Linked DNA regions of Mus musculus: regions 1, 3 and 4 are each linked to region 2. A link is a contact called in public HiChIP or PLAC-seq data. All regions are on one chromosome and are shown on one strand. Each heading gives the region's core, a stretch centred on a gene start, on an enhancer-like site or on the middle of the called end of the contact. The rest is flanking DNA. Distances are from core to core; before and after follow the strand shown. Region 1 has its middle 20 kb from the start of Gm26165. Region 2 holds the start of Bfsp1 (beaded filament structural protein 1, in lens-CP94). Region 3 holds the start of Pcsk2os1 (proprotein convertase subtilisin/kexin type 2, opposite strand 1). Region 4 overlaps Banf2os (a long non-coding RNA gene).

The links. HiChIP or PLAC-seq counts read pairs in DNA pulled down with a chosen protein or histone mark.
Region 1: a contact with region 2 is called in an H3K4me3 HiChIP or PLAC-seq map of craniofacial prominence, with 4 times the contacts expected there. The contact joins the enhancer-like site here to the promoter of Bfsp1 in region 2. A contact is called at or near these places in 7 of 39 promoter capture datasets (the C10 cell line, cranial neural crest, liver and 4 more), 1 of 15 datasets of contacts at CTCF or cohesin (the NIH/3T3 cell line), 5 of 484 Hi-C or Micro-C datasets (the HPC-7 cell line, beige adipocytes, bone marrow-derived macrophages and 2 more), 12 of 115 datasets of contacts at active chromatin or transcription factors (bone marrow-derived macrophages, craniofacial prominence, embryonic basal ganglia and 7 more) and 5 of 9 other capture datasets (adipose tissue, embryonic stem cells, liver and 2 more).
Region 3: a contact with region 2 is called in an H3K27ac HiChIP or PLAC-seq map of embryonic stem cells, with 2.9 times the contacts expected there. The contact joins the promoter of Pcsk2os1 here to the promoter of Bfsp1 in region 2. A contact is called at or near these places in 2 of 39 promoter capture datasets (cranial neural crest and neural stem cells) and 1 of 115 datasets of contacts at active chromatin or transcription factors (embryonic stem cells).
Region 4: a contact with region 2 is called in an H3K4me3 HiChIP or PLAC-seq map of bone marrow-derived macrophages, with 4 times the contacts expected there. The contact joins the enhancer-like site here to the promoter of Bfsp1 in region 2. A contact is called at or near these places in 2 of 39 promoter capture datasets (cranial neural crest and frontonasal cranial neural crest), 7 of 484 Hi-C or Micro-C datasets (the G1E-ER4 cell line, embryonic fibroblasts, liver and 1 more), 13 of 115 datasets of contacts at active chromatin or transcription factors (VIP interneurons, astrocytes, bone marrow-derived macrophages and 7 more) and 3 of 9 other capture datasets (embryonic stem cells, liver and pancreatic islet).

The regions. Positions count from the first base shown.
Region 1 is chr2:144,238,721-144,243,797 of GRCm38.p6, forward strand. No RefSeq gene overlaps it. Among named protein-coding and RNA genes, the nearest start is that of Gm26165, 20 kb to the right of the region's middle. Within about 2 kb of position 1,986, at least 46 of the 459 cell types and tissues checked have an H3K27ac peak or open chromatin away from gene starts, as enhancers often do. A contact at or near this core is called in craniofacial prominence and pre-B cells, where this site is marked.
Region 2 is chr2:143,861,594-143,866,063 of GRCm38.p6, forward strand. It overlaps Bfsp1 (beaded filament structural protein 1, in lens-CP94), which reads right to left and starts at 1,580. Exons shown (of 8, transcript NM_009751.2): 1 at 983-1,580. The coding sequence starts at 1,338. It overlaps Gm33648 (a long non-coding RNA gene), which reads left to right and starts at 1,733. Exons shown (of 3, transcript XR_375039.4): 1 at 1,733-1,821; 2 at 2,832-2,953.
Region 3 is chr2:143,544,974-143,549,754 of GRCm38.p6, forward strand. It overlaps Pcsk2os1 (proprotein convertase subtilisin/kexin type 2, opposite strand 1), which reads right to left and starts at 2,864. Exons shown (of 3, transcript NR_040354.1): 1 at 1,432-2,864. Pcsk2 (proprotein convertase subtilisin/kexin type 2) reads left to right here and starts at 1,160. Exons shown (of 12, transcript NM_008792.4): 1 at 1,160-1,691. The coding sequence starts at 1,518.
Region 4 is chr2:144,161,730-144,166,672 of GRCm38.p6, forward strand. The region is part of intron 2 of Banf2os (a long non-coding RNA gene); the gene reads right to left. Among named protein-coding and RNA genes, the nearest start is that of Gm5535, 25 kb to the right of the region's middle. Within about 2 kb of position 3,477, at least 378 of the 459 cell types and tissues checked have an H3K27ac peak or open chromatin away from gene starts, as enhancers often do. A contact at or near this core is called in VIP interneurons, astrocytes, bone marrow-derived macrophages and 9 more, where this site is marked.

The DNA of each region.
Region 1 (5,077 bases), core at 736-3,235, 380 kb after region 2:
AATTCCTTTAGCTTTGGGGGAAAAAAAAAACCCAGAAGTCAAGGGTTGGGTATTGGGGTGTGGAGCTGGATAGCTGGATCAACAGTTAAGATGCTTTTCATGACCTCCAGAACTCCTGCATGCACATAATATAGACTGTATGCACATATATTACACTCAGGCACACACATAAAATAAAATTAATATTCTTAAAATTATTTAAAAAACAATCCAAGTCAGGCATGGAGGCACTCAACTTTAATCCCAATACTCGGGAAGCAGAGGCAGGTAGATATGAGTTTGAGTCTAGCCTGAGTCCAGCCAAGGCTACACAGTAAGACCCTACATCAAGATAGATAGATAGATAGATAGATAGATAGATAGATAGATAGATAGATAGATAGATAGATACATACATACATACATACATACATACATACAAGATAGGTAGATAGATAGATAGATAGATAGATAGATAGATAGATAGATAGATAGATAGATAGATAGATAGAAGATAGATAGACAGACAGACAGACAGTCTGGAAAGACAGGCCTGCTTTGAAGTCCCCCTGCAGAGTGCAGATAACTCCCCAAATACCCATCAGGAAACAGTTCCAAGACAAGAAGGGCAACCATGTTTGCCCCTGCCCTTTACACAGTCATCAAGCTGTTTGAGGCCAGAAGAGAAATAAATATTAACAAAAGGAGAAATAGCCTACTGGAAAGGACTGAATCCTTTTAAAGGGTGTCTAAAGGGTGTCCCAGGAGAACCCAGAAGAAACTTGACGTCTGAGTAGCACCCCAGGGACCTCTCTCTTTCTGACACCTGCAGTGCCTTTGGATGCCACTTTAGTCCCCTGAGGATTTAGAGTCAGGCCTCTAGATACTGAGCTGCTACTGCCAGGCAAAGGTACCCAGAATCTCTAGGGATTGCTGTGGTGAGAAGTCCCCGGGATAAACCTGTTCTGCTACAGCAGTGTGTCCCTCCACCCACAGACCCTGCCTCAGTCAGGAGGCCTCAGGGTTCTCATCAGAAGCCCCAGGCTGCTGAGTCAGAAGATATATTCCTGAGTGTCCCTACCCGACTCAACGTGCTTCAGATGCACCCCAGAAGAAGCAGTTTCCCAAATGCCTTCTTGATTAGGAGGTTTCTAGGCCCATTAACAGTGGGGTTAGGAAAGGGGGCCAGGGTATAGAGAAAGAGGGGGCCAGAATATTCTGTAGTTCCCCAAGCTGTGAGGGGCAGTGGGCTGGCTCAGGGCTAGTGTCCCAGCTGCTCTGTGGCCTCACACACCCAGGACAAAGGGAAACAGAACTGCTTCTATCTTGGGGTGCAAGCCCTCTCTGCTTGGGTGCCCCATTCACTTCTGCAAAGTCTCTTTCCAGAACTGGGAATGGGGTCTGCTCACCTAAGTGTTACTATACACCGAGTCTGTCCCAGCCCAGCCCAGCCCAGCCCAGTGGCCAGCACACAGTGGTCACCAGAGGACACAGAAGACTGAGGAAGGTCCCCAAGAATCTCTTCAGGATGTCAGCCCTGCCCTTCGCCACTCTGGCCTCTGCAGCATCTCATCAACCCACCCCTCTCTGCAACTGTGACACAGCAGAAGCACATCCTGTGTCCACAGGCCCAGCACAGGCAGCCTCTTGAGGGCCTGATGGGTGACACATCTTTCTAGGGAAGAATGCTTTGGGCCAGGCTAAATGCTCTGACCTCACCTGTGTGCAGTGGGTGACATGGGTACCACCAGAAGGGCAGGAACTGGGAATAAAGGAGAGGGTACCCTGTGGGGGAATCAGTGGGTTGTCCCCTCAAGCAGGACAACAGCTGAGTCAGCTATTCCAGCCTTGGCCCACTTCAGGCCTCACACCTCCGCCCACAATATAAGTTGGCCACTCTCATAACCAGAAAGCTCTCTGGAACCCAGTCAATGCTCCCCCCTCTATCCTATTTACCACACTGTAACTCTGCCTCATGGTTCTCAGATAGCTCTGAGGGTCTGCTGGCTGCTCTCATGACTCCCACAGCTAAGTCAAACCCTAACCACTTCCAGCTGTGCACAACTGGTCCTGAACTCTCATTTCTTCATATATGCTATATTTATATTATGGATTCCACAGAAACTCATCCCCCATGCCAGCTGCCTGACAACTGCCCTTCCCTGCATACTGAACAACCTCTACTCAATCCCTGAAATACATTCCCATTATCCCACTCTGTAAAACAGCAGGGTGGGCAAAAAATGGTTTTTTTTTTTTTCAGCTCGCAAGTTGGGCTGCTTAGATGCATGGCTGGTTGACTCCAGTGCTCTTGGATCTATGGCAGGGTGACGACAGTATTACGGTGAAGAACATAGCGGAGAAATTTTGATCACCTCATAGCAGGAAAGCAAAAAGGAGAGAGTTGTGTCCAGGGACAAACTACTCCTCACCTAAGCCTCTCATTTTAGTGTTATTTATTTTATTCTATGTGTCTGAGTGTTTTGCCTATACGTAAGTCTGCATGTGCCTGGGGCCTGATGAAGTCAAAAGAGGTCATCTAATCCCCAGGACTGAGGTTAGACTTCCTCAAACCCTTCCCACTCTGTTATAGCAGTGAAACTTGGTGATGCTAGGAATCTACCCTGACCCCCTCTGGAAGACTAGCCAGTGCTCTTAACTGCTGAGCCAACTCTCCAGCCCTCCTTTTTATTTTAATGTATGTATGTATGTATGTATGTATGTATGTATGTATGTATGTATGTATTTTGAAATAAGGTCTCTCTGTATAGCCTTCCTATCCTGAAACTCACTATGTAGACCAGGCTGGCCCCAAAATCAAAGAGATCCATTTCCCTCTGCCTTGAGTGCTGGGATTAAAGGTGGTGCCACCAGACCAGCCCCAGCCGCTGTCCTTTATTTTTTTAATTATTATTTTATTTAATGTGTATGGGTATTTTGCCTGCTTGTATATTTGTATACCACATGCTTGCCTAGTGCCCATGGAGGCTAGAAGAAGGGTTTGGATGCTCTGTAACTGAAGTTAAAAGTTGTGAGTTGCCATATAGGTGATAAGAATCAAACTCAGGTCTTCTGTAAGAGCAACAGATACTTTTAACCACCAAGTATCTTTCCAGATTTCCAGCCCCTCAACTCTCTTTTATTTTTATTGCCACATAGAATAAACAATATAACACTTGAAAAAGGTAGGTGTGTGTGTGTGTGTGTGTGTGTGTGTGTGTGTGTGTGTGTGTGTTTGGGCTGGGAAGTACAAATTCATGTGCAGTGTGTATAGGATAAGAGGCTAGAAGGATGTTTGTCATTATTGCCATACAGTCGGTGGCCTTATGGCTTTCCATATTTTCTACCTTAAATTATAAATTTGGAAAAACTGGAACAATTTAAGAAAGCTAAGCTAGGGGAGCTAGAGAGATTGTTTAGTGGGTAAAAGTACTTGCTGCTTTTCCAGAGGACACAGGTTCAATTCCCAGCACCCACACAGTCGCTCACAACTGTCTCTAACTCCAGTTCCAAGAGATCCAACACCTACTTCTGGCCTCAGTGGGCCCTGCATGCATATTTGTACACAGACTTACATGTAGGCAAAATACCCATACACATAAGATAATAAAATTTAGCTGGGTAATGGTGGCACACGCCTTTAATCCCAGCACTTGAAGGAGAGGCAGGTGGATTTCTGAGTTTGAGGCCAGCCTGGTCTACAGAGTGAGTTCCAGGACAGCCAGGCCTACACAGAGAAGCCCTGTCTCAAATAAATAAATAAATAAATAAATAAATAAATAAATAAATATTTAAAAAGAAAATAAAGCTGCGCTCAGTGGCACATACCTCAATTCCTACTTACTTGGTAGTTTAGGCAGGAGAATTACTTGAGCCAATTAAGGCAACACAGTTCCAACAAAAGGCAAACAGTTTGTGCTGGTGCACTCCAGCACTCAGGAAGCAGAGGCAGAGGGATCTCTTTGAGACCAGCCTTGTCTACAAGTGAGTTCCATAGACTGTCTCAAAAGGTCAAACCAAATGGCAATACCTGGTCAGCAGGCAGACTATATTGGAAAAGGCACACACAGCAAAACAGGAAAGGTTTGAAGCAAGGTGGTCATAGGTTGGCTGGTGCCTGTGATGCCGAGCCCTGGCTCCTTATCCAGAGGGTGAGAGATGACATCACTTGCTGTGGCAGTTTATCCTTTCCCTGCTGTTTCGCCATCAAAATAGCGAGTTTGTTTTTCCTCTCCATGAGCCTGGACTGACCTTCTAAGCTCTTTTGTTAACAGAAGGCAGTAAAAAGCACCACCGTGGTTCACTGCTCTAGCGGAGGTGGCAAGGGTTTGAGGCAGTCTGCTTAGAACCCATCAGAAGGCTCCCGCAGTCTCCCTTGCTCTCTCAAGGCCCTGCCCATCTTCTTCCAGGATAGGCACCAGTCTAGCCTAGCCCTGCTGGAACTGAGTGTTCACATGGGGCAGCCACTCTCCACCAACAAGGCCAGCAGCCCTGAAGTCATAATGGCATGAGCTTAGCTACTAGAAATTTCCAGGCCGGGCAGAGGTGGTGCACGCCTTTAATCTCAGCACTTGGGAGGCAGAGGCAGGTAGGTGGATTTCTGAGTTTGAGGCCAGCCCGGTCTACAGAGTGAGTTCCAGGACAGCCAGGGCTACACAGAGAAACCCTGTTTTGAAAAACCAAAAAAAGAACAAAAGAAAAAAGAAAAAAAAGAGAGAAATTTCCAGTACAACACAACAAATGAAAGAAACTGTAATATGCCTCTCAGAATATGGAAGACCTGAAGGCAAAATGCAGGCAAGGTCTCTGCCTGTCTCATTGCCTTCAAGGGAGGGAAGGTTTATTTCAGCTCAGGCTCTTGGAGGGTTCAATCTAACCTCCTAGTCTCTTCCCTCCTCAATCTATAGACAGGCATTTTACGGAGCATCTTACTTACAGTGTCTTTCCGACTCCCCAGGGAGGAGAGTTCAGTCTGAGGATTTTCATTTCAAGATCTGCATCGAGGCCTGACCTGTCCCTAATATCGGAGACACAGAGCCCTCCCCCAGAATCAGGAGCCTCAGGCACCCCCAGCTCCTGAGCACACCAACTTTGATGC
Region 2 (4,470 bases), core at 330-2,829:
GTTCAAGCCCTGCTCCCCACTGGCTTCTGCAAGGCTTATATCCCCATGAGAGATGGAGTTTCAGGTCCCTTCTTGCAAATGGGTTCCTATGGCTCAAAACCAGGAACAGAAAGATTGATGATGGACTTAATAAACTATCCAGCTTGCCAATAAATTCACATTATGCTTCATTTTAACGTTTATTATGGAAATAGCAGTTGGACTTGATAAACAAGCTTTAAAATATACATATTCACTCATTCAAACATAGTCCCCAGAGAAACTCCGTCTAAAAAAAAAAAAAAAACAGACAAGACAGACAGTTGATATATACGTGAATTTTTCAGCCATAAAAAAGAAAATTATGCTGTTCCCAGGATAATGGATGCAACTGGAGATTAACATTAAAGCCAACTGAGCCAGTTTCAGAAAGCAAATATATGTTTTCTCCAATTTGTAGTTCCTAGATTGTATATAGTCACATAAAGTCATACACACACATACAAGAAAAGAAATTGGGGAAAAGGGAGATAAGTGGGAGGGAGGAGAAATGAGAAAAGGGAAGGTAAGGATCCAGGGGAGAATGCGGTTATGGTACAATATGTACCTGTATGAAGATTAAATTGAAAAAAAAAAGTATGGAGTCAAAATCAGTCATGTGAGAGTGCATATCCTGAAATTATAGAACCGGGGTGCACTGGGAACTGGGAGACTGCAGCTCTGGGGTGGTGCAAACTACCTCGCATATTTGGGTGTTGGCTCAAGTTAAACACCAAAAACTCGAACTATGCATTTAAAACCTGTATGGTCCATTCTATCTATCATCCCAAAACATAGGAAAAGTAAATGAAGCCGGATCCCGAAAGTGCCATGGAACTGAAAGTTGGACGTCTGCAGGACCCGTGCATCCCGACGCCCCTCTCTCCGCGGACAGTCTGCAGTTACCCCCACGCCTCCCGCCACATCGCCTACGTGCCTCAGTCTCCCTAACCGTGCCTCTTACTTGCTGCGGAACTCGTCGAGCGCGCGCTGCGCCTCGGCCTCCTGCCTCTCGAGCCGCGCGTGCTCGGCTGTCAGGTCCCGGGCGCGCTGCAGATTGGCCTCGACGTGGCGGGCGAGCGCGTCCTCGGGCCCGGGCTGCTCGCCCAGGCGCTGGAAGGCGTCGAGCTGCCGCCGCAGGCCGGCGTGGCGCTGCTGGAGCGCGCGGGCCCGCTGGACCTGGACTGCCACGCGCTCGCCCAGCGCCTGCAGCGCTGCCAGGCCGGGCGCGGTTCCCCCGGGCTGGGCGGCGGGGCCCGCGGGCTGGGCGCGCTCGTAGCGCTCCTGGCGGGCCTGGAAGACGTAGCTGCGGCGGTACATGGCTCCCGGAAGGCCGCGGCCTGGGCTGCGCCTGCTAAATAAACCGGCCGGCCGGGCTGGGACGTTCCAGAGCCGGTCAGCAGATGTGCCCTCGGGGCGGGCGCCCAACAATGAAGAGCCGCGGGTGCTTTGTGTGCGGGATTAAGCCGCCCATACAGCTCCCGGGTGGAAGGGGCATCGGGCAAGGACCTCTTTGTTCCGCCATTGTGGAGGCCTGTTGCTATGTGACTGCACGGAGGATCAGGGGGACAAGAGATGCATGATGCTCTTTTAACTGGCTCTGTGTAAGCCACCCAAGGCCAGCTTGCTAAAGTCCTGCAGCAGAGGGCCTGGCACTTTCTCCTGTCCCTTCCAACTTTCATTATGAACTTACTTGTTTGTTGTTGATTTCAGGCTTTTAAAGGCGTTACAATAATACCATGTTGCTGAGGCTGTCTCGGGGAGGGCTTCCTAACTATGCATGCAGATAAAATGGCCTAGCATGTAAGTGTTGAGCTGTCCTCCTAGTAATTTCTTATGACTGTTTGGGTGTATTTGTGAGGACTTGACAACTTGTATAGTGACTTAGGAAGACTGGTGATACTGACCTACACCGTTGCTCTCTCACCAAGGAGGTGAGGTTAGATGCTTCAAACTTAACAGAAATCCTTACAGTCTAAGGACTTAGTAAACTATCCAGTTCTCAAATAAATATTCTCATTATGTTTCATTTTAACTTTTATTATGGAAATGGCAGTTGGAGTTAAAAAACAAGCTTTGAAATATATACAATCACTCAATGTGATAGGCTTTGAAAAATTCAAAAGTAAAATTAATGTTGAAAATATTGAACTATTTGATGAGATTATTCCAGGATATAAATATTTATCATATTAAAATATTTATTTAAAGATCATTATCAAAGTCTGGAGAGATAACTCAGTAGGTAAGCATGCTGTACAATCACGAGAACCTGTGTTCAAATCCTCGGCACCCACGAAACGCTGGACATGGCTAAATATGCCTATAACTCAGCAATGGAGAGGGAGGTACAGTGATGGAGAAGCAGCAAACCTTCAGTTCAATAAGAGACCCTTCGTCAAGGCAGTGAGGAAGACACTAAATGCTCTCCTCCGACCACAGCATATACGTGCACACATTTCACATTTCTATAACCACATACTTAGCAGTACATGTGTATCACCCACAGTTTTAAAAACCATTATCAAAAGGACTGGTCTCTTATAAATTAAGGCTTAGCAACACCATATATTACCAACCATATGGATTACACATAATTATGCTACAAATTAAAGTTACTAAAAATAGGGAAAATCACTGAGATCTTTGTTTAGTTTATTATCACTCCAAGAAGCCTATATAATAAAGGATTCAGTCTGGAACAAAGCAATGTATGATCTGTATGTGTGGTGACATGGTCATATTCTCTCTCTCCCTCCCCCCCCCTCTCTCTTCCTCCCCTCCTCCCTCCATCCTTCCCTCTCTCTCCTAAGACATTTAGGTTTTCATGGCCAAGTGGAGGAGAGCATGATGTGAGTATTTTGAAGGTTTCCCACACACTGCTGGTGATGAATTGATTTCCAACTTCCCAGAGAGCAAAACCCACATGTAACAGGTACGATAAATCACCCATGGCCTTTGACATCACATGTTAGTCAGTTGTTGCTACAGAACAAACGACCCCAAAGAGTCGAGAAATAACACATATTTATCACCACTCTCTGGGTCCCCAGCCCGGCTGAACAGTTCTTCTAGCTGCAGGTCTTTTGATCGGCTGAGACAGCACCATAGCTCTTGTCCTTCCTTCTGAGTTAGCAATGTCAGAAGCCGTGCCAAACAGGTTCATCCAGGTTTTCCTCGGCAGTGAGTCCACTCACATCCTGTTGCTAAGTCAAATTACAGGCTCACAGACAGCCCAAGCGGGGAGTTACATGGGAGTCTGAGGAGATGACTCAGTAAAGTGCTCTCTGCTAAGCCTGAGTACCTGAAGTCCCCCTCATCCCTGCACCCATCTCGTTCAGGTGGAAGGAGAATTTGGTGTCACAAGTCTATGTAACCCCAATTCTGGAGCTGGGAGACAAGCAAGCAGATGTAGGGTGCTCTCCAGCCAGCCAGCTTACTGAACCAGACAATATCGTTGAATGGGGCCAAATTACTTGAGCTGAAGTTCAATGAGAGACCCTGTCTCAGAGAATAAGGTATAGGCTAAGAGAGAAAGACAGCTGGAGTTGAGCTCTGGCCTCCCTCTGTGCACACACAGAAGGGCATACGTACATACAAATGGATGAAGTGGGGTGGAATGGCTCACTCAGACCATGACAAGGATTTAGATATATTATCCCATCACACTAGTGTAAAGAATCGATACCAATTCTCTCTACAGCACAGAATAATCCCATTGGAAATAAATATATCCCAGAAATATACCAAAGGAGAAGGACAGCATAGTTCCCATATAATATGGTGCAGCAAGTATTTTTCAGACTACCTACTAATAAGCTGGATGTGGTGATAAATCCATCTAACTCAGCTAATAACTGAGCAAGGTGATGTCCCTCCTGTCAAGAAATAAGACATAGTACAGGCTATAATCTTCCTCCCAAGTTGCTTTGAGTCAGCAGACAAGAACAATAGTTTATATTGGCATGTAAGCTGTTTTATGCCGTGATAAGAATACCCCAATGTTAGGGGCGTAAACAACAAAGATTTGCTTACTGCTCCTGAGACGCATCAGTCCGGAGTTAGCTGTAACCTTTGCCCTGTATACTTACTAAGTAGCTACTGTTCCTGAGTACTGACGTTCATCTTAGAGAATGATAGCATGGCTGGTTTTGAACATTTCCAGACAATATCATTGAATGGGGCCAAATTACTTGGCCCCACTAAACTCCAAATGCACTTCTAAGTCAACAGAAGGGACTGTGTGCTGGTCAACAACCAGAAGGAACAGAGCTTCATCTTCACCTTCATCATCATCATCATCATATATGTATGTGCTAAAGCAATCATGAATGAATGAATTAGTTGGGTCTAGAGACATGTTAGGAGAGCATATCAACAGGCCATAGGACAGTTTCACTAAATAGAACTAAAAGACACTGGTTTAGGGGCTAGAGAGATGGCTCAGTGGTC
Region 3 (4,781 bases), core at 1,614-4,113, 320 kb before region 2:
CGCTCTTTCCCATGAAAAAGCATCTTCCTGACTATCCAATTTATAACAGGACTTTTTTTTTAAACTTTGGTGTTAAATGGTAAAAAAACGATGTAAATATACTCCATAACAGCTAATATTTACATTACTTAGAGCAATGGTTCTCAGTTCCTTACAGCAGACTGGATCTACTTCCTTACACTAGAGCAAGAAGGGGAAGTCAGACCTCAGCAGTTAACTGGACCTGGACAACAGCTGCCCCCTGCCTACTCAGCCTAAATTATCATGCAGCCAGACTCTTAGCAGGAATCCTGACCTACGCCTGGGATGGATGACTATACCTCCTTAAACTCTGACATTCTTGGTCCTGATGCAGCCCCAAACCCAGAGTCTAAGAATCTGTCTCCCAGCATAAGCATCACGTCTCCCTTGGCAGTCTTGGGATGCAGGTGCAGCGCTGACTCTAGAGGAGTCTCTAATAGCCATCGCAGGTGGGGGGAGGGCAGTCCGGACTCCCGCTGGACTGCCAGATGTTTAGTTTCTGGCCTCCTTGGAGCACCGGGAAAAGAACAGAGAAAAAGCTCCTTCCTGCCCCCATGAGTCACCTCTAGAAGGATGCTCTTCCCAGCCTGGGATTTGCCCAAAGTGGAGGGGGCGGGAAGGATCAAATTTGCTTTGTTATTGGGAGAATGGGAGAGGTGTGGAGAGGGAAAGAGAGGAGAAAGAAGTGAGAGGAGGGAAGACAGGGGAAGGGAAGAGAGAAAAGAGAGGAGAGTTGTTTTGTAGCTCAGACTAGCAAAGAAGAGCAACAGGGAGCGGCCGGCCGGCCGGGGGCCCCCCCGCTCCCCTCGGGGCCTCTGAAGCGGCACGCACCGTAATTCCCTGCCCGGAGCTGTGCAGATTTCCACAAACAATGACATCACCGGGCGCCGGCAGTGGGTGGCAGCGGGGGGGATTTTCCTGGGCGCGCAGCGGTCGGGCGGAGCAAAGCCGCTCCGAGCTGGCGGGGGCGCGGGCTCGCGGCGCCCCCGGGGACCCGGGCAGCCAGCTGGGCAGGGGAGGGCGGGGGCGGGCGGGGGCGGGCTCGGGGCGGCCCGGGGCGGGGCCCGCCGATCCTCTGGCCTCCATTGGCCGCTGGCGGGCGCGCGTCACCCGGGCTGGCGCTCGCCTCCAGCCCTCTAGAATTGGAGCCGAGGAGGAGCTGAAAATGCAGATTTAGCATCAAGCACAGACACACACTAGCTCTTTCTCTCGGGTACACACAGCTCCGCACATTCGCACCCCTGCCAGCCAGCCGGGCTGCGCGACTCCCCGGCTTCCCTGGCAGCCAGCTGCTGGTGGACAGCGTACAGATTTGCTGTTTGCCAAGCTTCTTTTCTGCCTCTTTTGCTATACAAAGATTTTTTTTTTTAAAAAAAAAAAAAAAGAAAAACAGAAACAAAAACTACATACCTATTTTTTATTTGCATCTTCCCTCTTCGTCCCCTGCTCCACCACCCTGCGCGCCTCACAGCCCCACTTTTCACTCCCAAAGAAGGATGGAGGGCGGTTGTGGATCCCAGTGGAAGGCGGCCGGGTTCCTCTTCTGTGTGATGGTTTTTGCGTCTGCCGAGAGACCCGTCTTCACGAATCATTTTCTTGTGGAGTTGCATAAAGACGGAGAGGAAGAGGCTCGCCAAGTTGCAGCAGAACACGGCTTTGGAGTCCGAAAGGTAAGATTTTTTTTCCATACATTTCACATGTTGTTTCCAGAGGAGGGACAGCCTTGCGCAATCTCGTTGCAGATTTGCAAGTTTTCTGTCTTTTTATGCTATGCAGCTATTCTGCCATCGGTTCTCAAACACGACATTGCCTCCGGTGATCTTTCATGGGTTATGTAATTAAAATGTCCTTCATCTGTATTAGAAAGGTCAGAGAAATAATTTGTTGGTGTTTGACTTGGTGGGGGCAAAATAAGACCGCACCTTACAAAGGATGCTGTGCGCCCCGGCTGCTGTCCGAGGTACCAAGTTCTCCAGGCTGCCTAGGGACAGAGGGATAGAGTCCAGAGCAGCTGGGCTTACGTCGACTGCTTTGCCAGGGAAGTCTCCCAGCCCCCCACGCCCCGGAGAAAGAATAGTTTCCCACCGACATGGCTCAAAGATCGAGCGTTGCAGTTCACCTCAGTTTTCCGACCCACGCCTAAGGACTTCCCTCCCAGCGACTTTCAGTCCCTGCTTTTTTCCCCAGTGGACAAGAGCTTTCTGACTTGGAAACAAGGACGGAGTTCTCTGTCCAAAACGAGTGCTGAACTTGTGCGCTTTGGCTCCTGCCCACGACCTCCCACTCCAGAAGCGCACTCCTGTTTGGAGAGTTCTTAATTTGCTTCTTTAGGACACCTCGCTGCCAAGAGAGATGGATTCTGAGGGGGATTCCCCCCGGAAAAGTCGAGGTGTCCTCTCCTGATGTGTGGGCAGCCAGCGCGGTTTTCCCCAGAGAGCACGGGGATCCCCATTCCAAGAAGTTGTCCAAGTTGAACTGTTTGGATAAGATTTCGAGCTTTGGGTGCCTCTGGCAACCTCTGGATAAGTTAGGGTACTCGTCCTGCGGGGAACAGAGGAGAATAATTCATTTGGCGGGGAGCATGCCTGACCTGCTCTTCCTGCGAAATATCTGTATCCCAGATCTGGAGTGTCCTTAGGGGACCTGGCACCGCTAGGGGAGAGTGAGGATGCAAGGAGAAGCCAGTCTGAGGGGAATGGAAGGTCAAAGGATGCAGCTTGGTACCCGTGGGCTGTCCCCTCCCTCCTGATCCCACAAGAAAAGAGGCTTGAGAGAGCATTGGGTTCCCTCCCTAGAAGGGCAACACAGGCTGGTCTCCTCTGTCAGAACTTCCTATGTCTCTTGCCGAGTTCCCAGCTACTAGGATGACTCCTTCAGGAGCGCAGGGCTCTCCCGCCTACACTCACCAGCGGCGCGGCGGGCGCGTATTCTACCTCAGCTGTGTTTGGCAGCGAGTTTCACAGAGGTCCTGGAAGAAGCGCAGGTCTGCGGGTGGCGCGCGGGCGGGTCTCACACACCTAGAACTAGTTGCTCCCGAGAAGAGAAGTGTGGGTGGAGCAGGGGAAACCAGGTTCCTGTTGATAGAACAGTCTCCTGGCCTCCTGGCCCACGGAGACTTCTTTCAAACGACATTCAACCCTGAAACAAGCTGATACCCCACCTAACCCCGCTCCGCCCTCCTCCCCCCATTGGCAAAATCCAGCGTCCTAGCGGCATTGGCAATGAGTGATTATAGTTAGCTGATATCTGACTGTGAGATCTTGCATACTTTCCCTTTTGAAAAAAAAAAGATTTATCTCATCGTGTGGGGGGGTGGTGGGGGGGGTGTAGGTTGGAACTGGGATTACCGAAGGTTGTGAACTGCTCCGTGTGAGCACCTGTATGCACCCTTAACCCATGAGTTCTCTTTCCAGCCTGCTTAGATGCATTCGTATTTAATATCAACAGCTGCAAGAATGCTTCTGTTATTAGAAAACCCTTGCTAGGTGTTGACAGGGCTTTATGGCTGGGCTACCCTACGAAGGGAAGAGGCAGCAAGATCTTTAATTCTTCTATACCTGTGTAACCCTACCTGTGGGTACCTTCTGTGTCAGCCCTTTCTGACAAGGAAGGAAACCCATCTGCTGCAATGGTTTTCCATCTCCTTTTTCTTTCCCCCTGGAAAACACATTCTTGAGATCTGATGCTAAAAACCTAATGAAAGGTAGGTGTAACTGAGCCTGATAATGGCTAACCCTGTCAATTTTTCAATATATTTTTTTTTCCTAATGGGAATGAATAACTCAGTGAGTGCTTAACGGTTGTGATGGTGAGATTGAAGCCAGGAAATATAAAGGTAATCTTATGGTTTATCAGCAATTTGGTTCGACTTTGAACAGAAAGACACATATACTTTGGGGTTAACTATTTCTCCTCATTCCATTCTTTCTTGGAGAGGAGGTCACTGACTGATTTTGTATTGCAATATCAAGCTGCAATCCTCAGCTATGAAGAACAGGCTTTCGATTTGGTGTCTCCTTTTTCCTCTCCTTGTCCTCTCAGATAGTACCTCCTAACCAAATCCTAGTCTTTTGCCCTGATACGTATTCAAAGGCTAACCCATGTATGACAAGGTACTTGTGCCTGAAGAAGCTTTGTGGTGCAATGCCCAGAGAGCATTGAGCCCTCCAATGAGCCTTTTTTTTTCCTTCTTTGAAGGATCACATGCTGTTGATCCTTCAAGACCTGGACCTAAATCTTGCCTGATGCTACAGCCATAAAGAGCTTCCCTTCTCCCAGCTGCCCACAAGGCAGGAACAGCCACTGCCCTCTGTCCTACCCTCAGTCACTCATGGGAACCTAAGTATTCAGAGCCAATGTCCTCTGTATTCCTGGCTTCTTTGCCTTATCCAGTCAACTGCTGTGCTTGACGGCCCTTAATGTATTCGTATGACTGTTTCCCAGGCACTGTCCTCTCTTGGTCTCTTTGCACTGCTCTATACTTGTCCCAACTTCTTATCCTGAATTTTGTACTTTAAACCCTAAGACATCCTTCTCTGTGGTTCCTCTAAGCCTTAGCAGATCTCTTCATCTCCTCCTGCTCAATGTCAGGTATGAAAGGTTCTCAGCAGCTAGTTATACACACATAGGAAGGGGCAGGGATGCAGATGAGGGGAGCCTTCTGTGACAGAGTATCTCATCCTAATCCCACAAAATAAGTAGAATTGTCTGCATCAATCTTCACATGAAATTCAAAGCTCTAAGATATTAAGTAACTGCCT
Region 4 (4,943 bases), core at 2,227-4,726, 300 kb after region 2:
ACTGAAATGCGCCCCTCCTCCCTAGTGTTGCTTCTGGGAAGATATTTGGTCACAATAAAGAGGAAGGTTCCTAATACACTGTACTTAGAATTTACCTTCTCCTCCCTGGCCTGACATCCTTTGTCAACAGCTTAGGCAAGGAGTTGACCTGGTATCCCCCTTGTAAAGGTGTCTCTCCTATCTCCTGAGACTTGCTGAATTCATCCTCTGGGAATTTAGCCTCAGCCCCCTCTTAGCTTGGTCTCTTCCCTGCTCTGAACTGTTTCCTTCATTTCCCCCTGAGAACACTCCCTTAATAAATCACAGGCACACAAGGCCTCATTCCAGGATCCATTCCGAAACCCAGCCAAGGATGGGGTCAACTCCTACTACAGCAGAAAAAGAAGAAGAAGAAGAAGGAAAAAAAAAAAAAAGACACAATTATATACCTCAGAGGACATGGGCTGTAAAAGATCTCATCTGTTAGAGGGTATTGTCTGAGAATCAACTTAGGATGCCTGGCTCCTTCCTTTGGGCTCTCTGCTCTCCTACCTGACCCCTATCTCTGCATGGCAACCCTCCATAGAATTGGAACTGTTCACAAATATCTTCTCACTCTTCCTCAACTATTTGGCAGCCACTGTGTGTCTGGCCCTGACCCATCCCAGACTCAGTAAATTCTAGACAACTTGTCCCGATGGCTGACACAGCTAAACTGAAGTCGTTTCATAAGGGAAGTTTGGATCCAGAAAGGATCCGTTATCCTGGTACTAGGAACACAGATGCAGGCTGGTGGGTACAAGGCTTGAAACCCCAAGGGGACCCAGATGAAAATAAACTGGATCTACAGAGATGGACAGACAAGAGATCTGAAGGAAATGGGTACCACGGTCCGAGTCAGGCTTCTGATGCTTGTTTCCAAAAGCATCCTGACATTTGCCAAGATTCTCAAACTGTAACTGTGGCCTTTGGAAGTCCGAGGGGAGTGCAGTGGGGACAGGGGCTGGTTCTCGGTGGCTGGTGAGAGCTGAGAGCAGGAGAGCAAGTGGAGAGGGCAGGGGATGACTAATATAAGCAAGGAAGCCTGTTGCCAGAAAGAACTAGAAACTCTTCCCCACCTGGGCTACATGCAACAACCACAACAGCAGAAGCTCCAAAACAGACAAACATGGCGGAAGCAGGTGCTATGCAAATGACTTGTAAAGGGACCTGAGATCCTGGCCTGGTGTTCTGGAGTGTATGCCAGTTGGTAGCTCATTCTTGGGAGTCCTTTTCTCTTTCTTAATAAATGGTGTCTATTTTTATTACCTCCGTGTTCTGGTTTGGTTCTTGTTGTTGCTTTTGTTTTGGTTTTGCGTTGTCCTGGGTCACAAGACCCTGGAAATCTCAGTAGTTTTACACCCCAGCCTGGACTCAGATCTGCACCATACAGTACGGTGTGTCCCTGGAGTCAAACGCTTCTCCTGGAAAATGTCTTGTCATCAGCATGAATGTCCCTTGCTGCTTCCCCAGACTATTGGTCACCAATGTCATGACATAATATACCCACCATGCAGTTTCATCTCCCTCAAGAGCCTTCCTTCCAACTGATTAGAGGGGCCAAGCTGTGGGCTGCATAGGGAGATGGAAAGCCATGGCCTAAGTCAGCTGAGTTGGGCCAAATCTCTCGGGGGGGCGGGGGGGGGATCTAAATATCATCTCTTCCTTTTTGTTTCTTTCTTCCTTCCTTTCTTTCTTTCATTTTCTTTTTCTTTTTTTTGAGACAGGTAACCCCAGTGCAGAGCTGAAGAAGCTAGGCTTGGAAACACTAATACAAGGCCCTGTGCCACAATCACTTGTAATGTCCAAGCCTCAGAAATCCAAACACTGGGGTCTTCTGCCGTCCCTGGCAGCTTTTACATCAAGAATTCATGTGGTAAACCAGACAGCAGCCTATGAGTAAGAATAACAGACCCATCACACTAAGGTGTCTCCACGACAGGCTGAGGGAGCAGGTCTCAAGGGCAGTATGTGATGAGGGAGGTGTCCCAAGAAGAAGTAGAGAAGAAGACAGGAGAGAGAGAGGGGCCATTGAAGAGTGATTTATGGAGCTGGTCCTGCTGGGGTAGGGTGGAGGAGAGAAGATGCTGCAAAGAAGAAACAGACAGACGGGTAGCACACTAGAGCTGCCCCTAGCAACCAGAAGGGAGTTGGATGCTCAGCTGCCACCCCTAAGCCAGAAGCCCTGGTCTATCTGGTATCCAGGGTCTCAGGCTAGAGTCATTTGGGAAAGCTTTGTGGGGGTGTGTGTGGGGGGTGCTTTTTGTTTGTTTTTAGTCACAATTCCTGTGAGCTTACATTGTGAGACTGGGCCAACCTGTGCTGGGGACTGCTAAACGACGGCCACATGCCTCGCTGTGTGGGAAACCCTGCTCTTCCTGATCTCTCAGATCCCTCAAGTCCCTCTGAGCCTACAGGTTCAAGGTCCCCCTGCACAAGTTCAGCTGTGGATGGAAACCCTGAGAAAAACACCCATGGAGCTAGAGACAAACACATTTGTCTGCCGGCCGGCCGGGGCTGCAGCTGGTGGAGGCTTGAGGAATGAATTCTTTTGGCTTTAATTCAGCTGTTTGTGCTCCCGTGACACAAACTGAGCTCAACCCACATTTTCCTTAGAAAGAAAGGAGAGGCGGTGCGTAGAGGCATCAAGCATATTTTCGGAGGTTTAATTTCCTTCCAGTGTCCTTAAGAAATCCCCCCCACCCCCTAAAGCTTATGCTGCCTCAACCCCAGCCCTAACGGTAGCATCAAAGACTTTTAAATTGAGACCCAGGGTGAGTTAGCTAAAGTAAATAAAACCAGAGAAGGAGGGAAATTAAAAGACAGTATCAGAGAAACCACGTCTTCACCAAAAAGCAAAAAGGAAGGAAGCTGGTTAGGGGAGGAGACCTGGAGAGGGAAGAATACCAAATTCCAAGAGTTTAAATGCAAGGAACGAAGGAATTAGCACTGACAGATTTAGCAAATAAAAATGCCCAGTGCCTGGTTCGATTTGTATTTTAAACGACGAATAATTTTTATTGTCTGCCATGCATTATTTCAGACACTCTTTCATCAAATATTTCATACAATAAATTTATGATAAAACGTAATTTATTGCCCATCTTAAAGTCAAATTTAATTGGGCACCCTTAATTGTACGTTAAAAATTATCAGCTAGTTTAAACACCTTTTAGACTGGTCAGCTTTGCTTCCCTGGGGATCTTGCTGGTCGTTTATACAGATGTCCCCTGCCTTTGTGGGTATATTTGTCCTTTGGGAATTTACAACAGAGAGGAACTCCCCAGAGAAGCTGAAAGTGGAATACAAAGACCAGACTGCTAGAGGAGGTCCAGGCATGGAGGTTAAGTGGAGCCAGTATCCTTGAGCCTCCCCATCACCGCAATCTGGCCACAGGAGCGGCCCTGCTCAGCTAGAGGGATTCCAGCCCGGGCCCCTCCCCGCGGTGAGCTAAGGATTTAGGGATGACTACAGGAGGGTGGAGAGCTGCCACGTTCCAGTCCTGGAGGAGCGCGCAGAAGGGACTTCACACACACACACTCACACACACACACACACACACACACACACACACACACACACACACACACACCTGTACACACCCCTAAGATGCTGTGATCTCTTCGCTTCCTTCTGCCCTGTATTTTCCTTCCCAGGCCCTGTCCTCCGTTCTGTCTCCCCACTTCCCGTCCCTCCAAATAAGGAAGCAGAGCTTTGCGGACGCCTGGCGAAGATGCCAGGTCTGGTCCCCGCCCCCAGGCCGAATCCAGCTGCCAGCGAGGCAGCTGGGGGTGGTGGAATGGGGTGGGGGAGTGGACCCCGCAGGCCCGGTCGCGATCTAACCCAGCGGCTCAGGATGCAGCGGGGGCCCTGGGTGCACAATGGCACCTGCGGGACAACTGCGTCAAGGTCGAGGTGAGAACCAGGCTCTCAGGGCTGCCCGGAACGTTTCACTCTTCGCTCGGCGGGGCTCTGCAAAGGCGGAAGATGACGTGGCGAATCGAGGAAGCGCCACATCTCAGATCCAGACGTTCCACTCCCAGGAACTGACCCAAAGGAAATAATCCAGTCCAAGAAAGAGAGAATATCCGGGAATAAAGCAACTCGTGGGAAATGGTTTAACGAACCTCTGCATATCAGTGCTATGGAATGCTCTTTTATTTCGTGCAGCATTTAGGTGATCGCTTGTCAGGACCCTCTCAGTATCTGGGGACACTGAGAGGGTAGAACCCAGATCTCCTTTCTTTCCTCCGAGAGTTCACAGGAGAAACAGCGTGGACTTTAGAACCAGAGTGCAGTGGATCTGAGCACCCGTGTATGTCCTCATCTGTAAAACGCAGACGCTTCATAGAGAAGCAATGAGGGTCCCAGCGGGAAGGTTACACCGAGTATCCGCCACGAGATGAGAGGTCCAAACACCTACCAACAATCCCGAGGTGCCATGATAAAAGAATGTATGAGTTATTAAGTATATGCAGAACCGCAAGTGCTGCAAGTAGCTGAAGCTTCCTACTCTTGAAAACACAGGAGGGATGCATTTAATTATGCCTGGGTGGGCGTGGCACCAAAGAAGCCCCGAGGTAACTCAAGCTGAGTCCTGAAGGATGTGTTTTCTGGGTAGACAAGAAATGAAAAGACCATTGCAGGTAAAGCAAGCCTAGGACCTAGAGGGAGGGAAGAAAGAGCAAGGGAATTCCAAAAGCTACTTCTAAGTGTCTTGTAGGAAGGAACGCATTTCCAGTTGCACATTTATTCTTCTGCCTCAGCTGCACAAGTGGCAGACCAGGCCCTCGTGGCTTAAGGGTGACTCTCCTCCCCTAGGCCTGCCTCCACCCATCAAAGAAATCCCTCTAGGCTCCCTGTGTATCCAGGAGAGGTTCCCATCCCCATCCGGTGATCTCAATCCCTGGATGCTCCAAGGCCAA